2 separate regions of the Anser cygnoides genome follow, and region 2 is linked to region 1. A link is a contact called in public Hi-C data. All regions are on one chromosome and are shown on one strand. The core of a region is the stretch at or near the end of the contact, and the rest is flanking DNA. Distances in the headings are between cores, read along the strand shown. Region 1 holds the start of KDM8 (lysine demethylase 8). Region 2 holds the start of COG7 (component of oligomeric golgi complex 7).

Region 1 (6,436 bases), core at 470-2,969:
AGCCCAGCAGCTTGTATGCTTGTGCCTGCCACAGGACACAAACCCACCTGAACACCCTTCTCTCATGCTGCAGAATGAATGAGCTAACAGGTGCCAGCTCTGCCTAGACCAACTGCTGGAAACAGTGATTCAGAGAAAAATGGCTCTAAGCGATGTTCACTAATGTTAATGAATACTAACAATATTGTTAGCTCCTGTTAACTCCATTAAAACATTTGCATATATAAGGATTTCTTTTTAAATGGGCAAACTAATAAAATCAACTAGCATTTTAAGTTCTAACTGAAAATGTACTAGCTTTAGTAACAGAGAATCTAGGCCTGAGGCATGAACATGAAATGCATATGTACTGTTTGCTTTAATATACGAACCCCAACCATACTTTTTAAGGTTAGTTTCATTGCTGGAATTTGGGGATCTGAATTCCCAAGTTCCGATTGCTGCAGGAGGAGTGAATGTTGTAAAAGTGAATATTACTACAAATAATTAAATTCTGAACTGGCCAAATGCTTGATTTTTCCAGTGGAGACAAAGGCAAGACAAGATATGGAACATTTTTTTGATGTCTGGTGCAGATATTACTTCTCCAGCAGTGATGGTCAAGGTAACATCATTAACTGTGGGCCCCAGAATCAGGTTTAGAAGTAACACCAATAGAAGGACTCAGATCCACTAATTCTTTTATGAAAGCACTCACAACTGAGATTAGAACAAAGAATGGGTGATCTCAGTACAAAAAATGATGATTTTACCTTTTTCTGTAAACTTAGGATTTTGCATCAAGTCTGACAAATCGAACACCTCACAAGCAATACCTCTAAGATTTTTCACAAGTTACAAACTCCTCATTTGTTATTATTTTGCTTCAGATTTTGGGTTACAATACTAAAACATTCTCCGGGGATGATGAATTTCAACTTAAGTAATATTTTCTTTGCAGTTAATCATTAAGTACTGACAACACATTCAGGGCACGTTACAAAATCAAGCTGGGGCTTGAAAGATGCCGTGTGATATCTGTTAGGAGAATAAGGTGCATATTCCACACAGGAAGTACATTTTCTTAAGCAAGGATTAAAGCATGCAACATAATCCACCAAAAAGATGTTGCCTCACAGTAGTGCACTTTCCTAAAGCTTCTAGCCTCCTCCCACATCACTGAAATCAGAAGGCAAGGCCCCAGGTGGGCTTTCTTTCTGATACTTTCTTTCTATCTTATACTTAGGACCAACATTGGCTGCAAGAACCCCCAAGTCTTCCAGGAGTCATCTGCTCACTAACAGCAGTCCCGCTTTGGAAAAAAGAGACTGCAGACTGGAAAGAGCAATCTTCCTCGCACCATCAATGCGTGGTTAACATGTAAGACACCCCACAAAGAAAACTGGACTGGACGCGTATACTCCCCCTTAATACAAATAGCTGCACCAATCAATCACACGATTACTAAGTCCCAGTAGGTTTGCAGGTGAGGGGCCCAAGTGAGAACTAAATTGAGCGTTGGCGATTATTACATCGTTCACAGAGACCTGGGCCACAGGTGAGACCTGGGCTATAAGGGCACCTGGACTGCCGGCCCCCCCCCCGCGGGCCCGGCGGGACGCCCCCGCTCGCGGCCCCTGGGGCCGGGCCCAGCCGGCGCCGCCCGCCCCGCGCCCCGCCTGCGGACGCCGGCTCTGCGGCTGCGCCCGCTCTGCGGCTGCGCGCGCTCGGCAGCGCCGGGGCGTGCCCGCGCACAGCCGGCGGCGGCGCGGCCATGGCGGCGGCGGGCGCGCTGTGGGCGGAGGCGCGGGCGCTGCTGCCCGGTGCCGAGGAAGAGCTGTCCCTGGCGCTGAGCGGCGAGGTGGACGACTGCGTCCCGCCCCTGCTGCGGCGGGCCCGCGGGCTGCTCTACGGGGCGCCGGGCCGGCCGTGCGGGGCGGCGGCGGAGCTGCGGCGCCTGGGCGACGTCCTGCGCGACTACGCCTGGGAGAAGCTGAACTCGGGGCCGTGGCGGGAGGTCGGCAAGGCCTGGCGGCAGGTCTACGCCTACGGCTGCCTCTTCGGCGCGCTGGCCGAGGTCGCCGCCTGCCGCCCGCTGGCGCCCGCCGTTCGCCTCTGCGACATGGGGCTGCTGATGGGCGCCTCCGTGCTGGACAACGTCCTCGCCCGCCTCGTCCGCCTCCTGCAGGCGCGGCTGCCCCGCGGGAAGCGGCGCGCCGCGGCCGGGGGCAGCGCCAAGGTACGGCGGCCCGGGGCTCCCCCGCCGCCGCCAGGGACCGCCGGGCCCCGCCCGGCCCCGCTCCGGGCGCGGTGGGGCGGCGGCGGGGAGCCGCGGGGGCAGCCGCCTGAGGAGGGCGTTTCTGTTGCAGAGGGTCCGGGTTGGCCCCCCTCCGGCGCCCGTGGTGCAGCCAGAAGAAGCGCTTCCGCACGTTCGCTGCCCTTCGCTAGAGCACTTCAGAGACAACTATCTAATTCCACAGCAGCCTGTTGTCTTGGAGGGAATTATTGACCACTGGCCGTGTATGAAGAAGTGGAGGTGAGAAATCAGTTTCCTCCCCGTGCTTATAAGGCGGGGATCATTTTGTGCATCAGATATCTTGACGCGCCTTTTCGTGGTAGACACCTCTACAGAAGGCGAGCACCGAGAGGGCTGGTTTTGGTTGGGCGTATCTTCCTGCTGCAGTACTGTCTTTGCTCAGTAAATGTTTTTCCATAGATGCTAGAAGTGAATCAAATCAGTTTAGAACATCGTGTTGTAAGTGCTGCCGTGTGCCAGGGGAATCAGGTGCTGGCAGAGACTGCACTGGAATCCAGCTCTTCCTTTCAGGGTCTGGTGCAGGAGAGAACCCTGGCAAATTCCCTGCACATTGTTGTACGTAACTGGAAACTAGAGGTGAGTATGAACCATTAACTATATCGGTGAATTTACTCTCGTTTTAAGATCAGATGCTGGTGATACTTACGTCCTAGAATTTGCTGGTAAATAGTGCAATGGGAATTTAATTTCAGAGAGGCATGAATAAAGCATAACTGTCTCTTTCATTCACAAGTACAAGTAGTGCTGTTTGCTCAGTAGCACTTTTGAGTGTTCAGTTTCAGACACCTGAATTCAGGAGTGAGTAATAACATTGTGCCATTAGTTTAATGTAGGCAGCGGTGCCAACATTTCCAGTCATGAGAATCAAATATTTGTGAGCTGAAGCTTATGATTCCTCTTAAAGGAAGAAAGTACTCAGGCTTAGTTAGAGGAATTGCTTATATCCTTCCATTCCACAGTCAAGGGTAAAATCTACGTTAATTTAATGTAGATTGTTGTTATATATTTTATATATAACATGTGTATATATATCTCTAAAATACAATTGGTTATCTACATTTTATATTTGTACATATTATATATGTAACTTTGTTATGTCTTAGGGATTTTTGTTGTTTTTTTTTCTGCAGCCAAGGTACTCCTCTGCCTATCTTCAGATACTTAAAACGATGAACTTCTTAATGTAATTAATATCATGGCCAACGAAGAGATGTGTATCACCGTTCAAAGGAATTCCTCTGACTTTAGCCAGGGTGGATATTACTGGCACCTGTATACAGAATCTGGCACTGGTAGACAGTTGATCTAGCATTAATAGTAGCAAGAAACAGTATTTTATTTAGCAAACTTGGTTGCAGGCAGCAAAAAGATTAGCCATCAGTAGTCAAGAGACTAACTGCTTAAATCTCCCTAGCTGTTAAGGAAACAATAGTTAACTGAGGTAAACAAGGTTTTAAAACAAAACAGGCAGCATAATACACAGATGACATTAACCACTTGTTTTCTTGCTGCTTGGGTTGTTTACTGCTAACCTTTGTCTCTCTGATTTGTTGGTTTAAGAGGGGAAAAACTCATGGTAGTGGTTTTATTACCCTGAAAGATTTATTTTGATCGATTGTCCTCACATTCAAAAATGGTAACAAGAGAAGTATAAAAGTGTGATGGAACTTTTTTCACTTCAGTGTGGACTATTTTTGTCAAGTTGCTGGGTGCCGCACAGTCCCTGTAGAATTGGGTTCCCGATATACCGATGAGGAATGGTCTCAGAAGCTCATGACTGTCAATGACTTCATCAACCAGTATATTGTGAATGAGGTCTGTTACTCTTAATTTTTTTTCTTTTCCAAAAGCAGCAGTGGGTACTGGTATAGAATATTTGCCTAGTTGGAGCTTATTAGAATAAACATGCTTGGAGGTAGTCCTGAAGGTGGGGTTAGGCAATAAGCGTAGCACTGAATTAAAAGGTTTGGCATTGCGAGATCTGAAGCTACAAATAGTTACTGCAACAACCGTGGTTGTGGGGATGCATCTACACTCTTATAATTTCAGTATAGATGTAAGTTGTTATTTCAGAAGACCCCTTATACTAGTGAGCTGTTGAAGCAATTCTAGTACTCTGAAATAGTACATTGTAAATAGATGTTCTTACTTACAAGTAAATTCTTCTTACCTATAAATACATTAATGACCAAGAAGTCTTACCTGTATGTCACTATGCATTTTTCTTTCTCTGCTGTAATTTCAGAACAGTGTAGGATACCTTGCTCAGCACCAGCTTTTTGATCAGGTAAAACTGCATGAATGTTTTTCCTCTCTGCAGTCAAGTGTTCCCTTCGTGTGTCAAATCATCCCTGAGAATGTCATTTCTTCTAGATGGAAGGGCTTATGAGGAATTGACAATAAGTCTGAAGTTTTTATTCCAGCTGTTTTGAAGGAAGGATTTTGTTCCATGGGGAGGATTTTGTTCCACCTGGCTGAAAGGAGTGGAAACAAAAGCCTTTCAGAGGTGAAGGTGTTTGATTTTAGGGCTGTTTCAGTGCAATGTAGCATTTACTTACAGGAATACCACCTGGAAAGCAGCATTTTCCCAAACAATAGGCAAGTTAGGGAGGAGGTTTGGACAGGAAACAGACTTCAGTGGTGATACGTTCACCAAATCTGCAATGTCATTTCAGTTAAACAGAGGAGATTAGGTTGGTGGGAGGTAGGAAAACGAATCATACAGAGAAGCAAGCTTAGTGTATGAAAGATAAGCTGTGCTTTTTCCTTGAACAGCAAACCTGCTTATTCTTGTAGTTCTGTCGTTCCGTGAGTTTCTCTGGTTTCTGCTGAAGCAAATGGGGTCTCAGAAGTATAAGAAACCCCTTTCCTTTTTAATTCCACCTCCTTCCAACAGAATCTGCTAGGACAGAAACCGTGAGGACATGTCCTGCAGATTCCCAGCAGCCCAGCTATTTCTCTGCTGCCATTGCAGAACAAGCAGGTCATTTGTTTTCTTTGTGTTAAGCCCTGTTACTCTATGAATTGTACACCTTTCACAAGTTAGTACATACCCTTTTTAATGTTCATTTCTTTATGGGAGTAGATCCCAGAACTGAAAGAGGATATCAGTATCCCTGACTACTGCTGCCTGGGGGAAGGAGAAGAAGATGACATCACCATTAATGCTTGGTTTGGCCCAGAAGGAACTATCTCGCCTCTTCATCAGGATCCCCAGCAAAATTTTTTAGCCCAGGTCTGTACTCCGCTTACTCTATGCAAGCTATTAATGCTATAGCTAGAAAAAATGCGTATGGTGTGTAAGTATTAGAGACAAGGACAGCAGACAAGTTGACGGATAACTGAAAGATAGTGAATAGGCAAATATTATTTCACTATTCTCTTGCATTGGTCACTGATGCAACTTAATGTCATCATTAACTACAACCAGTCATTGAGATTAACCATCACTTACCCTTATTCTACAGGTGAATGGAAGTGACAATGCACAAATACACCTTGAATATTGTGTTCAGTTTTGGGCCCCTCACTACAAGAAGGAAATGGCCTCAAGTTGCACCAGGGGAGATTTAGGTTAGATACCAGGAAGGATTTCTTCACAGAAAGGGTGGTTAGGCGTTGGAACAGGCTGCCCAGGGAAGCAGTGGAGTCCCCATCCCTGGGGGTATTTAAGAGACATGTGGACATGGCACTAAGGGACAGGGTTTTGTGGTAGACATGATAGTGTTAGGTTGATGGCTGGACTTGTTGATCTTAAGGGTCTTTTCCAGCCTAAATGATTGTGTGATTCAATGACAAGAAGTGGCTTTTCCAAGGCCACACAAGGAATTTGGAACCAAATTGGGAAGAACCTTGATCCTGTTACAGTGTCTGAAGGACTTTGGTTTTCCTGAACAGCAAGATGTTGGGTAGACTTAGGTGCATCCACTTTATGTTACCCCATAAGATTATCTATTTGTGCATGCATTGAGAGTTAGGTGAAGTAGCATTTGCAGTAACTAACATTTTACATAGTTCCGTACATTAGTAAAAATACCACCTAATGCTTGGTTCTTTAGAGAGCTAACTAATACCCATATTAATGTATAAAAATACCTGAAGGAAGGGTGCAAAGAAGCTGGAGTTAGGCTCGTTTCAGTG
Region 2 (5,991 bases), core at 71-2,570, 470 kb before region 1:
TCTGCCTGCTGCGATGGCACCTGGAGAGGACATTGTGTAGCTGTCTGCAACTAATGGAACGTGAGGCCACCCAAGGCACGAATGATGGGTGGCAGTTTTGTTGCATTGATGAATAACTATGGGACAGAAGATGGGTGTAAGGGAGTCCTCTGTCTCCAAGAAGGTTGGCCTGGATTTCCAAGCACGCCCTTGCAGGGTGTGCACAGGTCTCCTTCCCAGGGGCTCCTTATGTGTGTTGTGAAGATCTAGGTCTTGTTCCATGCAGAGCTTCTGCAGGTCTGAAGCGTTAGTCTCTCCTTGCAGAGGGTGATTCACTGCAGCAAGGCTGTGAGGGATGAGGGAAGGAGACCCAGGAGCCTGCAGCCATGACGTTGCCCTCTCTCTGCTCCTTTCTCCCATAGGTTCCCATCCGCCTAAGGTACAAGCTAACATTCACGCAAGGCGAGCAGCCCCTCAGCGAGGTGGGAGAGGTGACCAGCTTCCCAGAAGCAGAGCTGTGGGGCAAAAGCTGAACTTCGTCTGGCTCGGACATTGCCACATTGCCTTGGGGATGATGGCGAGGGTGGGAGCTGGGGGACCGCGTGCCAGGAGTGCCCGCCGGGCCTGGGCAACGGCTCCTTTCCTCAGGATCTGTCGTCCCCTTCCTTCTGGTTTCTGTGCAGGTGTCTGGCAGGAGTGCACCTGGCTGCTTCTGCCACGGCCTTTGTGTCGCTGCCCCTGCTTTGCAGCTGCCCCTGCTTTGCAGCTGCCCCTTGTGTAGGGCCCTGCACCCTGAGCGCCCGCAGGCTTCCTCTGTACCGCCTTCCCTGCTCTTCTCCGGGCCCCCTTTCCCGTTACGTGCTTTTTCTGGTTTAAAAAATACACGGACCAGCGCTCAGCCCGTGTGGGGCTCGTGAATCCCGAACCCCCCAGCCCTTGTCAGGGGAGCGGCTGGGCACGGGCGGGGCTGCGGGCACGGGACGGGGCCGGGAGGGCCCGGGGCGGCGGCTGGCGGGGAAGCACAGCCGGGGGGAGCCGGGGGGCGGCCGCCAGCCCTGCGGAGCACCCCGTGCGGTGCCGCTCGGCGCTCCGGGGGCTCTCCGGGCCGGAGCCGCCCCCCGGGCGGGACCCGATCGCGCCCCGTGCCGCGCAGAGCCCGGGCGGCCGCGGGCCCCGCTCCCCTCGGCGCGCTGCCGGTGCTGCGCGGGGCGGGCACCGGGGGGCAGCTGGGGGGAGCACCGGCGGAGCCCTCCCCGTCTCCCGGCCCCGGCTGGGCCCGGGCAGGCCCCGCCCGGCGGGGGCGGCGCGGAGCGGTGCGGGCGGTGCCCGCCCGGTGCCGTACGGCGGCCGGGAGGGGCCCGGCGGCGGTTCCGGGTGCGCCGGGGCCGGGGCCGGGGCCGTCGGCGGGGCCGCGCGGCCCGGTGGCGGCGCCATGGACATCTCGCGGTTCGCGGCCGCCGACTTCGAGGTGAAGAGCTGGGTGAACGCCGCCTTCCGCGCCGGGCAGCAGGACGGCCCCGCGCAGCCGGACGCGCACGCGGCCACGCTGGTGATGAAGCTGCAGGTCCTCATCCAGGAGGTGAACAACGTCCTGCAAGGTGCGCCGCCGGCCCCCGCCGGGCCCCGCCGGGCCCCGCGGCCCGCCCGCCCCTGGCCCGCCCGCCCGGCGCCGCGGTTGCCGGCTGCCGCCGTGGCGATGGCCGTGCGCGGCGCTGCCTGCCTGTCACGGCTTAAGTCCTGAGGGAGAGCAGTCCTTGCGCTGCTAAACGAGCACCTTAAAGTTCGTGTTTAAGTTTTAAACGTACTGAACGTCGTTACTCCCTTTTTAAGTACCGTGGCTACCGAAAAGCTCCTTCTTTCACGCGAGGGTTGTCAGACCCGCCTCACTGTCCTGCTCTGTGCCCCTGCAGAAACGAGTCATCAGGCCCTGCAGAACATGCCTCGAGTCCTCCGGGAGCTGGAGGTCCTGAAACAGGAGGCAACCTTCCTGAAGGAGCAAATGGTCCTCGTTAAAGAAGATATCAAGAAATTCGAAGAAGACACGGCTCAGTCGATGCAGGCAGGTTCTTGCCTTCCGTAGCATTCATCTGTAGCACGAAATGCTAACGTCGGTAGGCTTGGTCGCGTTAAACGATCTGGTCAAGTAAAGGTGCGCAGCGACACTTCCATTAGCGTTCCGGCAGAAAAGGGGGCAGGACGTGGACTGGCGCAGCCGGCACTTCTGCACAAAAGCTGGTCGCGTTTAAGTGGCGGTTAGCTAAGGAAGCAAGCTCTGCAGCCAGAGCAGCTGTTACCTGGCTGGTAGCGCCGATTGGCAAGGTTTCTGCCTGTTGTTAACTGGGCTACGTAATGTCATTCGGGCAAATGTTGTACTTTTAGTACCTACTGGTACAACAATTCTAACTGACCTTGTGGTGTTTGATTTTCAAAGTTGTTTTAACATCTCTAGCTCTTTCAGCCAACTCCTTTCTCTTTGTAACAGGCATGATCTTTTTACCCAATTTTAAAAATCTACACTAAAAATAACGCCCGTAACGGAAGTAACCATTGCAGTCCCTCTTTCGATGGGTAATGTTTTTTGTTTTGTTTGTTTGTTTTCCTTCAGGTCCTGGTAGAGATTGACCGAGTGAAATCTAGAATGCAGTTGGCTGCAGAGTCACTTGAGGAAGCAGACAAATGGAGCACGTTAAGTGCAGACATTGAAGAGACTCTTAAAACACAGGTAGGTACCACATTGCTCTTTTTGGTCTTTGGGCCTTCAAATTCCCAGGCAAACTGCATTTAAAAGCAGGTTCTTGAAGTGCCTTTAAAATGTCATTTTGAAACAGGTATTAATGCTTTCTAATGTCACGTTAAGTAAGCTCGTTATCTTTTCCTGGTGGCAGGATGTGTCTGCAATTTCGGCCAAGCTAACAAGTATGCAGAGCAGCCTGGCTATGCTTGTGGATACACCGGATTACTCTGAGAAGTGCGTGCATCTTGAGGCTCTGAAGAACCGACTAGAGGCCATGGCCAGCCCTCAGATTGTTGCTGCTTTTAACTCTCAGTCTGTAGGTCAGTAAGGCTTGGCGTCATTTACTGTCGGTGCAGAGTTTATCTGTTTTCAAAAAGTACAATGTTATTTGGGTGTGCAGTATGTGTCCCGAAGGCTTCTGTCTCTGTGTTTCTGTGCTTTTTCTGGTGGAGCCGGGTGCAATGAAATGTTAGGTGCTCTGCACTTGCCTGTGGTCCAGTGCATCTTTGCAGTCTGGACTAGTTTATCTGCTTATAAAGGTCATGCAGATGTGTGAAATGGAGGTGCTGAGGCAGGGCTACCCTGCTGGCATAATTTAGTTATGCCGTGGATGCCCTGTAAATGGGAAATGCTGCTCAAATTGGTAGAAGGCCTCTGGTTTTGTGTTATCGCAGTGCTACTGGGCTTATTTGGGAGAAATGGGTGTTGTAACCAAGATGGAAACTTGTTTGGAAGCGTTCTGACTCCTCACTGCCTTTATAAAAGTTGTTTTATAAACTTTCTCCTTTACGTAGAGAATCATTTTATATTTCTGGACTGTTCTTCGTTCTCTTTTCCTCTCCTGCTGTCACAGCACTTCTGAAAAACACTTGTTCTGGTTGCTGCCTCTCCTCTGTGTCCACATGGAGGTGCTGCTGAGGGTGTGGGGCTGTGGTGTTCCACTGCACAGCACTGCGTGGAGTTCTCACCTGAGTGAAGGCAGGGCACAGCAGTGTGTGACCGCAGACAGCCAGAGGAAGAGGAGGAGAGAAGAAGCAGTTAGTGTTCATAGCTCCATGTGCCACGCTTCTAATGAAGGAGACCTAATCCTTTGCATAGATCTCCTCTTTCCTGTGCTGCTTCTGGCTTTTCTTTGCTCAGCCTCCTTTTTCTTGGAACGTGCTCATCAGCTTTCACAGTAGGTCCCGTGCCTTTTTTTTTTCCTGCTGTTGCAGTGCATTTTCCTTTGTAAACAGATTCAAGATGAAGGATGATGTTTTGGAATATTTTCTTTGCTTAGGGTGAAAGTAAATTAAATGTGCTCTGTGAGTTCTCCACCAAAGAAAGCATTGGTGCAAGAAAGTGGCTGGCAGCAGGTGTACTGGTACGAGGTCCTTTGCTTGGGCGTGCTATTCAGAACAACTCAGTTTCAGTGCTGTTTGTATTGTCTTTTTAAAGTCTCTTCGGGACATGTGGGGACATGATTTTTTCACATTGAAGAGAATTTCTCTTTTTTTTTTTTTTTGGTAAAGTCATGTTTCTTCCTGGAGTCCTGCTCCTATGAAGATAATAACAAGCCCACAGACATAGCCCCAGAGAGTTTGTAATCTGTGACGTCCATAGCTGTAGAGCATTTAAGTAACAGCGTTCTAGTTTGTCTGCCCTCTGGGTCCTGTCTCGTTACTAATTTCTCTAAGCCCAGATGTATTTTGTGGACAGAACTGAAGTCATTACCCTTATGGTACAAAGCAGACTTCTGAGGAACTTGAATTGAGAGGCTGTGTGTAAGAGCTCACCGCGTCATTAGTTGGTCTTGAGGCAGCTAATTTAGGTATCAGTTTGTGGCGTGGTGAAAGCAAAACTGAGGACTTTCTTCTAGTTTTGGAGATAGCAGCTTATTTCTGGAAAATAATGTTTTCCTTCTAGAACATGTTCTGGTTTTATCTGTCTTATCCTAGAAGCGTTTGCTGATTCAGAAGTTAAATCCATTCATCATGTCTGCTGTGTGTTCTTGTCTGAGTATGGGTTTTAGGCAGTTCTGTTTCTATTTGAGAAGATGAGCAAATGAAAGATGAGAGCGTGTCTTTCAGCCATTGTGCATCTTCACTTAAGGATTCTCTTGCTCAGTCGGGGATATATTCTTTAGTGTAACGTCCCTCCGCTTTGAGACTGACTGTTAACTGACTATTATTTTTTTTTTCAATTAGATCAGGCAAAAATGTTTGTGAAAGTCTTCACTGAAATTGATCGGATGCCTCAGCTTCTTGCTTATTATTATAAGTGTCACAAAGTAAGTATTTTGATAATATTTTAACGTGGAGGAATGAAAATTTGAATTCTTGCTTGGTTTAGGCCGTAGGTGGCGCTACTACACCGCAGATGTACTTCTGTTCCAAGAAGAATGGAACCTGTTCTTTTCCTGCTCTCTGACTTTTCTTCCTGGCTCCTAACAGCTTTGGTTACTCCTCATGTTTTGAGAGTAATTCTCCATTGAGGGCTTTGTGTTCCTTTTCAAAATAGGCATAGGATATGCGTGTTCTGCTTGAGTTATCTCTGTGCCTTGTAGTTGTTCTTGTTTTGCTTTTCTTGGATGTGGCTATGTCAGCAATAACTTTATTGCTGCAGTTTGCCAGCTGCTGACTTCTGTAAACTCTTTTCAGGTAAGATTAAAAGTTGGAATTCCAGACAGTTCTGTAACCATAACCTGATCCTCAGAAGTTCTCTCATGACTGTGACTTTTGAGGATTAAGTTCAAGGCTAGGGCTTGCCAAGTATTTCAACTATTATGTGGGGATATCAGTTACAGTCTCATTTTATGAGTCAAATACCAACGTTAATTAAAACTTTGAATCAACTAAGAATCCTCTAGCTTCATGCTGAAAGTTGTTTCCTTTTGGTGGTGCTGAGTTATAGTGAAGTGTTACGTTGAAATCGGGAGAGGAGAGTCGGGGCGGGCATTGTATTTTAGCACAAGTGCATTGCATGGGAAGTTCTTGGTTCAAAATAACAAAATGGAGATCTGCGAGCTGTTAGTTCTCCTCTCAGAACGGTTCTCATTACCCCTGCAGGTGCAGCTGGTGGCCGTGTGGCAGGATCTTTGCCAAAGCGACTTAAGCTTAAATCGCCAATTGACTGAATTGTATGACACACTCCTTGGGACCTGGCACTCGCAACTTCAGTGGGCAACGCAGGTGCAGTCACTGCTTAATATCGGTGCAGCGTACGGGAGAGGACAGGAATGAGCACGCCCTCAATTCTCACAAAGCTCAGAGCAGTTTCTTGGGGCTCGGTCTGAGTTA

What was found. A called contact is a pair of places that touch in the nucleus more often than the background predicts.
Region 2: a Hi-C map of liver shows a contact between it and region 1, with 1.8 times the contacts expected there. The contact joins the promoter of COG7 here to the promoter of KDM8 in region 1. A contact is called at or near these places in 2 of 7 Hi-C or Micro-C datasets (granulosa cells and liver).

Annotation. Positions count from the first base shown.
Region 1 is chr15:295,840-302,275 of Taihu_goose_T2T_genome, reverse strand. It overlaps KDM8 (lysine demethylase 8), which reads left to right and starts at 1,719. Exons shown (of 6, transcript XM_066977959.1): 1 at 1,719-2,218; 2 at 2,349-2,515; 3 at 3,979-4,111; 4 at 5,382-5,531. The coding sequence starts at 1,754.
Region 2 is chr15:761,679-767,669 of Taihu_goose_T2T_genome, reverse strand. It overlaps COG7 (component of oligomeric golgi complex 7), which reads left to right and starts at 1,320. Exons shown (of 17, transcript XM_066977788.1): 1 at 1,320-1,577; 2 at 1,890-2,038; 3 at 2,585-2,701; 4 at 2,865-3,033; 5 at 4,900-4,982; 6 at 5,761-5,883. The coding sequence starts at 1,412. GGA2 (golgi associated, gamma adaptin ear containing, ARF binding protein 2) reads left to right here. Exons shown (of 17, transcript XM_066977790.1): 17 at 402-877. The coding sequence ends at 512.